2 separate regions of the Gossypium hirsutum genome follow, and region 2 is linked to region 1. A link is a contact called in public Hi-C data. All regions are on one chromosome and are shown on one strand. The core of a region is the stretch at or near the end of the contact, and the rest is flanking DNA. Distances in the headings are between cores, read along the strand shown.

Region 1 (3,852 bases), core at 1,265-3,764:
AATGATGAAATGGATTCACACCAAAGGTAGGTTCATGTTGGTTGACTGAGCTTGGACATTCTCTCTGTTCCATGCATGATGTGGCTACTTCAGTGTGCCTCGATTGATCAGTAGCTCCCGCAGTCGAAGGAATCATGTTTCTTTGAGAGGTTACCGTGGGACTAGGAGTAGCAGCATCATGTTCAGAAACGATATTGGACAATATCGTCTCGGAATTAGACCCAGATTCTTTTTTTTTATTACTGATACTTGTCAGTGTTGAATGCTGGGGCTGTGATAGTCTATTAGAGTACCTGTATTTATGATTAGCAACAAAAAAGATGAAATTATCGGATTTAAGATGCGCAAAAGAAAAAAATGCTATCCATTTGTTCTAAAACACTTCAAAATACAACAGAAACCAACCTTGTAAAGGCTGATGAATTAGGATGCCAGAGAATAGGTCTTTCTCGAGCAACATTATTCTCAAAATCATTATTATTACATCTTCTCAAGGAAAGATCTAAGGGTGGAGAAGAATCAAACTTGCTTGTGCTATTTATTGAAGAAAAATTGAAATTTCTGTTAAATGTTCCCATGAAATCAATAGCTTCTCTTGGTGAATCAGCAAGTGCATTACCAGCCTCAACCGAAATATTCATATTCGTTCTTTGACATTCCAGTTCAACACCCTTGTACGCAGCTGTCAGGTTGGGATCCTTGCAGGCATTGACTGCTTACAAATTTGATTGAGACATTGATAAAAGGTTAGATGTTCTCCTACTGAGCAGAAAAGCAATGCCAAAACTCAAAAAATTTCCTGTCTTACCACTAGTTTTCGTCTCATGCATGAGCAGATTCTGATTTAAACAATCATGAGCTTCATGCATCTGCGATCCACTTGGTTGCGATTTTCCCTTTATCAAGTCTGAAAATTCCTGGATAGTTTCCATGTCGGCACTCTCAGCTTCCATGTCCGGCTTTATACAAGAGTTCTGCAAGAGATAGTAATTATGCATTATTGTAAACTTCATGTACCCAATTTAAACTGTAAACAAAAACAAATTCCTTTTGACCATGAGTGACCTCTTCAATACACATAAATCCCTACTTGAATTCGTGACAAGATAGCATATAAGCTTTAACACTCCACACACCAAAAATTCACCGCTATGGAAATAGTATATCATCTTAAATGGCGCGGTTAAGCGTAAGGCAAATCTTATATATAGGAAATTCACTGATCAATCAAACAACAAAGCTCAAATGGCACTGACCTGAGTATCACTTCCTTTATCAGTTTGTCTTGCAGCATCATTTTCAGAGGTAGCTTCAACCTGTTTGCGTCCAATGCTCTCATCCCCGGGGAAGTTTCCGCCAATTATAGACTGATTCAAACAACAGATACAAAACAGGATCAGAACAAAAAAAATTGGAAAATTATTACAAATAAAGTAAAAGAAGAAAAGCATACTGATTGTCTTCTCCACGCATGCTGCCATAAGTTTCTCAGTTCATTTCTCCTTACTGGCTTAACAAGGTAATCAGCAGCCCCTCTCAACATGCATTTGTATACTGTGCTAACTGAATCTTGTGAGGACATCACTGCAATATTCACGCAAAATGACAAAACAAGAAACTTGATTTAAGTTTAGTTTGTTACGGACCCATAGTAGAAACTATAACAAATTCGTATCTTTTTATATCATACTTATAACAGGGATGCTTTTACAAAGCTCATGCTCCATGATTAGTGTAAGAAGAGCAAATCCAGATATAGATGGCAAATCCACTTCTGCCAAAATGAGATCATAGTTATGGGGTTTTCCCTTCAGCATCTCCCATGCCTTCAACCCATCTGGAACTGCAGAAACTGCTCAAAAAGATGGGGGGAAATGCACCATTTTCAGTTCCAAATGTAGTATAAAACAATTCTAAAGAATTTCTTATTTGAAAACAGCTTAATTCCAAGATCAAATAACACCCTTTGTTGTACTTTAAAAAAAAGGAGAAACAAATAGTAATAGTTCAGGGATAAAAATGAGGTAAAAAAAGGGATTTGCCCTAACCTTTATAATTGCATTTCTTGAGAAGAGCAGCTATAATTTGCCTGGTTGAATCATCAGCTTCGATCAACAAAACCCTCAAAGCCATCCACCTTTCCCATTTCACCACTTCGCCATAGACACAACTTTCTTGCTGCTGCTTCTTTTTCTTCTTCTTTATCCCTTCAAATTCCCCATTTTCCATCTCTGTATCACTGTTACCTTTCACCTCCTTCACTTCCTCGCAACTCATCACCACAAAATCCCCCATAGTTTTGTTTTTTTTTCTGCTTCTTTTCTTGTATACCACTAAAATCTATTGCTTTTTTTTTTTTTTTTACAACTCTGAACTTAGCAAAGCAAAGTAAAGAATCGAAAATCAGTCCAATTCCCAACTACTAAAACCAACATTGGCTATACCACCAAAAAAAAATAATAATAATAATAATAGAAATCTTAACTTTAATCGAACGGTAAGAAACTGAATCAAGTATCCATCTAATTCTAATCCAACGGTGATAAATATCTGACCGGCGACCAAGGTGGAAAATATCTAAAAATCTATTTTGTGTGGCCTACGGAAAGCCATGGATTGTGGGGCTCATATTTTACCAAAAAGAAAAAAGAATGAATGAAAAATAAGGGGTCAAACATGGGCTTCGGCTTCGGCTTCGGCTTCGGCGTTTGGGGATATTTTTCTTGTGTGGGACCCACTGCTAAAAAATCTATTTCGAAGCAGATATTATTTCTGTGAGTGCTTTTAAGGAGACATTCGATTTACTGGACAGTAACCCAACACGTGGGCGTGTTGCAGCGGAGCTCTTTTCTCTTCTTCTTTTTTTCAAATGTATAAACTGCACCATTAAGTCACCCAACTTTAACAAATATTCGATTTGGTCACTGAAAATAAAAATCTCAAATAAAACACCATGGTTAGATAGTTTTTTCGGTTTAATCCCTCACCGTTTATTTGGCTAATGGCAGGATAAGGGAACATTCATTTTAGTCATCCATTTTAATCAAATTTCTCATTTTAGTCACTCGTTTTCTTTTTAAATTTATTTTATGTTATTAAACAATAAAGTAAACCTAAGGTTTAAAAGGAATTGAGTTATTTGGAAATAGAAGCTGAAGGGACCTTTTATCTTTTTTTTTAGAAAGCATAATAGTAATTTTAATCCTTAATTTTTACATCTTTTTTGCCATTTTTTGTTCTTATTTTTAAGCTAATTTTGATTATTAACATTTTTATAAAGTCAAATCATTTTTTTAAATAGCAATATTGACTAAAATATTTTTTACGATATTAGTTCATGTATACTTCATACTAATACAACACTATTTTTCTTAAATGATACATCAACAAATAATTTAAAATTTATAAAAATATTCAGAAAAATAAATAAATAAAAGTTCATAAAAATTCAAAATAATTTTTAACAAAGAGAAGAAATTTGTAACACCCCTAACCTGTCTCTGTAACCGGAACGGTCTGGACTACGTCACACGACCGTGTGACCCCTGTTTTCCTATTTTTCAAGTTTTTTTTTTTCAAAATTTTCTATTTTGTTTCAAATTGGTTCCTGATTGTTCCCAAGTTATTTTTAAGGTCCCGAAGGCTTGGTTAGTATTTTTACTATGATTATATTAAGTTGCATAATTTTTTCCGTTTTGAAATTAAACGTTTTGATTTGTATGGTAATACTCTGTAACCCTAATCTGGTGACGGAAACGAATAATTTTTGTTCGCTTATTTTGAAAATATCTTATTTTATGTCCAACTATTTTAACACATTTGTCCTAAATGAACTTTTTCCTCATATTATTA
Region 2 (3,915 bases), core at 709-3,208, 48 kb after region 1:
AAAAAAATTATTTTATTGTGTATCTTGATACAATGTCTAAAATTACGTTTCAGTATACTTAAATTCACGTAGTCTTACATTGTTGATAATGTCGATGTCAATTGTGCCAACATTCAATTATGTATATTTATATATAAAGTTTGATAGCAAAAAATAAAATAAAATAATAAAACACGAATTTCCTGAGTTACAAACAAAGACAAGTTGATTCAATTTCTGGAATTAAAGACTTGCAGTACTTTTATTACACATTTACCATCTTTCTATTTTGTCCTTCTCGATATTCAATTTGTCCCTCAAATCAGACAAAATGGCAGTGGTAGGTGTTTGTTAATGAAGTGGTGGTGGTACCACTGCCACTAAAACTTGTAACCAAAACCCGGTTCCATGGGGGGATCGGATCATGGATGATGATGATCCTTTGAATGAAACAAGTGCAACCACCCTTCTTTGTCTTGTCACTTTGCTTCCTGCCCTAACCCAGGCATCCCCGTTTTCCCCCTATCTCTTGTTATGTAGTAATGGAACCTGGTCTTTTTTTTCTTTTTCTTTTTCCATTCTGTCCTACCTCATTTAAACCATACACATACACACACTTTAATGTACTGGTTTCTTAATTTACTCTTTACTCGTATAGGTGAGTAAAAATGAGTGTAAATCGATTTAATTTAGACTGTCTAATGAGTTTCACATTACTTTCGATTATATCAGTTGGTGTAAGAACAATCATAGTAATCAGGTTTTTTTTTGTATTGATGAAAATTCTTATAAGCTTCATGAACATTGATTTATGTGTATGTTCTTATGGAACTTTCATCTTATTATTTTGAATTTATTGAATGAAAAATTTTTATTTAAAAATTATTTAGTTTCATATTTATAATTATTATGTATATTAAATAATTTGCAAAAAATCTATAAGGTTCAAAATTTTATATAAGAAAAAACCAATACTAATACGTATGGATTTTAATTAAAAAAATATTTATTTATCTCACAAATTCATAAAAAGGGATTAAATCGAAAAGTTGACCGTAGAAATACAATAGTAGGTTAAAAGATATGAAAAAAAAGGGTGGTGGGAGACATGTTTCTCCACCAAGGAACAATGGAATAAGGAGGGTATGGTATGGACCTCCCTCCCATTTGGGCATTGGGGTATATTTGCTTTTGATTCAACATAAATTTCTATAATGCTACCACCGCCAAGGAAACCAAAACCAAATTGCTATAATGCTCTTTCCCTTTTTAAACTCAAAGCTAAGCTATTATTACTAGTATTTTGTTGTTAATTTTATACTAAAATATAGTAAAGTTGTAAATAAATTAGATTATGGTATTTTGGGATTGGGGGAGCCATGTGAATGGGACATGGGTCTTAACTCTTATATCCCTTAAAAGGGGACCACATGGTCCTACAAAAGATTTCAACAATCTCTCCATCAGAATATTATCTTTGGCACTTTCTGGTTTTAGTGTTTTATTATTTTATTTCCCCCTCTCTTTCTTTTGTACCATGTGGGACTTTTTTCTTTCAATTTTTTAAAATTGTCAAATCTTTTTTTATTGCTTATTCAATTATTAAATTATTAATAAATTTATATTTTGATCACTCAATTTTAAAACTTTGTGGTGTTGGTATAATTTATTTATTATTTATTTTTTAAATTTGCATATGCTTTTGTATAAGTGCTTAATTATGAATTTCATTTTTAGTTTTTCAAAATTTATTTTAGTAAATTGATTTTTATTGCTGAGTTGTTGATTTTCATATTAACAACTTAACAGTGTTACTCAGATAGTTGTTCAATTCCGTATGGTACAAATTAAAGTAAAAAACGTGTCAGTTTTCAAAAAGGAACAAGTGGAAATTGGGTCAGGCTAGAGGCCCCAAAGCCTTTCATAAAGCAACAAAAGAATGCTTGATTGCTTATGCTTTTTTTATTGCCCTTAGTTATGAAAATTTCCAAAAAAAAGCCCATAATAATTAAGCATATTTGGATGGGGCTCTGCCATATTATACCCAGAATCATATAGGATCCAAAAGTAGTATAGTACATGTAACATGGCCATGCAGTTAGAAATAGGACCTGATACACGCCAACTGACTATGAGCCCCATTTCTGAGTAATAAATATGTGGCTACCAAATACCACGCTTTCTCATATAGAGAAATGCTAATGGCTTGGATGGTAAGTAAAATAATATATGGCGCATTGGCATCTAATCTATAAATCATAGTTGTAACCCTCCACGAGGGGTGTAGTGGTACCTCTAATTAGGCTAAATGATAAGCATGAACAGTGTAAATTAGACATAAAACCTAGGTTTTAGCTTTTACTGCAAACTTAAAGATGCTAAGGAGGCCGTTGAACTAAAAACGCAGCTGGTAGGGAGGTTATGTGTGCATTCGGGCTGAATGTATGTCCTGGATATATGCTTTCACCATTTGAGACATAGTATCATATATAGTTAAAAATTAAACACAGCTTTTAAATATGATTACTTTCTTAATGAAGCATTTATTTACTGTAGTAAAGGCAATTGTAAGTTAACTACGCTACTAAAAGATGCAGCAAATCACAGACAGACTGAATTCTCTTTAGCTTAAATTTCATATGAAATCACTGTTCATATAAATTTGCAGAGTGTACTATCGTTCCATAAAGAACATAATAGTTCAACTACAATTATTTAGTATTACTAGTCAAGGAAAATAAAATCATTACTGAGGAACAATCGCGCGTACAGCAAAATTCTTTTTGCCCCCAAGGACTTACTTCGTAGCATCCACATGCAGTGAAGTTTCAGCATGTTTCAAACTTTCCAGAGCAGAGATTCGCCTATCCAGAGGCCCGTGAAGACTTTTCACCTTGAGACAAAGAGACAAGTAAAAAAATATAAGCACATACGCACACACCAAAAAAAAAAAAAAGTGCCTATGTTAGATCTCCTGAAAGGCATGCATGAATTTGATTCTAACCAAACAAACAAGACAAACGTATTCGATTTTGTTAATTATTCGGTTAATTAAAGCATCATTAACCAAGAGCAACTATTACCTCATTGGGATGGTTCTAATATATAGTCTCGAGTGGTAGAATCTTTCTATATAAATCAAGCATCCGGTGTTAATTATCTGTCTTAATACTATTCTATCCTTTGCTATATAATATACATCTTATGGCTTCACTCTTGAAGAAACTACATCTATAGCTAGCATACCACGGGTTCCATAAGGCACAATAAAGAACAACTATGGATGAAAAAGGTCCGCCACCAGACAGGAACAACTAACAGAGAATCGGACCGAATTGGATGAAAAGCAAAAATGCACTAAAAGTATGGAAAAGAATTGATCATTCCAAATGAATAATGTCAAAAGATGAACAAAGAATAAGAAATTTTAACTTGAATCCCTATACCCTAAAACTTCTCCATTTCATCTACTAGCAATGTTTAAGTACATAGTGTGGCTTTTATTACATTGCATTGTCAACCCCCCCTCCCACCTATGCATCTTAATCGGGCTAATTTCGACCTGAAAATCAGCCTAAAGAGATAACTCTAATAGCATATATCCCCCACAGCCAGAATAGTGAACAACCGACGATATTCTAATATTTTCATACATAATCACTAATCATCCAAGCATATATACCAATCAGCGCCTCCTTCATATACCAAATGCATGGTAAACAAACAATCCTGCAGCAGAACCAATCACATAGAGGGAAAAATTATAAAATGAAACATCTAAAGTTCAGTTTTCCAAGCTTCGATACCGCCATGAATATGGTTTTTTGCTAAACAAAACTTGAAAATGAGCATAAATCCGAAAATGGAAATTAACCCATAAATTTAATCGGAAACTGAAAGGCAATTAATATGCTATGAAACCAAACAATGTGAAAA

What was found. A called contact is a pair of places that touch in the nucleus more often than the background predicts.
Region 2: a contact with region 1 is called in a Hi-C map of leaf, with 3 times the contacts expected there. The contact joins the enhancer-like site here to the promoter of LOC107947190 in region 1. A contact is called at or near these places in 4 of 34 Hi-C or Micro-C datasets (callus and leaf).

Annotation. Positions count from the first base shown.
Region 1 is chrD12:60,327,854-60,331,705 of Gossypium_hirsutum_v2.1, forward strand. It overlaps LOC107947190 (two-component response regulator-like APRR5), which reads right to left and starts at 2,515. Exons shown (of 7, transcript XM_041107560.1): 1 at 2,049-2,515; 2 at 1,454-1,584; 3 at 1,257-1,367; 4 at 809-974; 5 at 406-712; 6 at 1-293. The coding sequence starts at 2,295.
Region 2 is chrD12:60,376,088-60,380,002 of Gossypium_hirsutum_v2.1, forward strand. No RefSeq gene overlaps it. Among protein-coding and RNA genes, the nearest start is that of LOC107947196, 9.2 kb to the right of the region's middle. Within about 2 kb of position 1,959, at least 8 of the 9 cell types and tissues checked have an H3K27ac peak or open chromatin away from gene starts, as enhancers often do. A contact at or near this core is called in leaf, where this site is marked.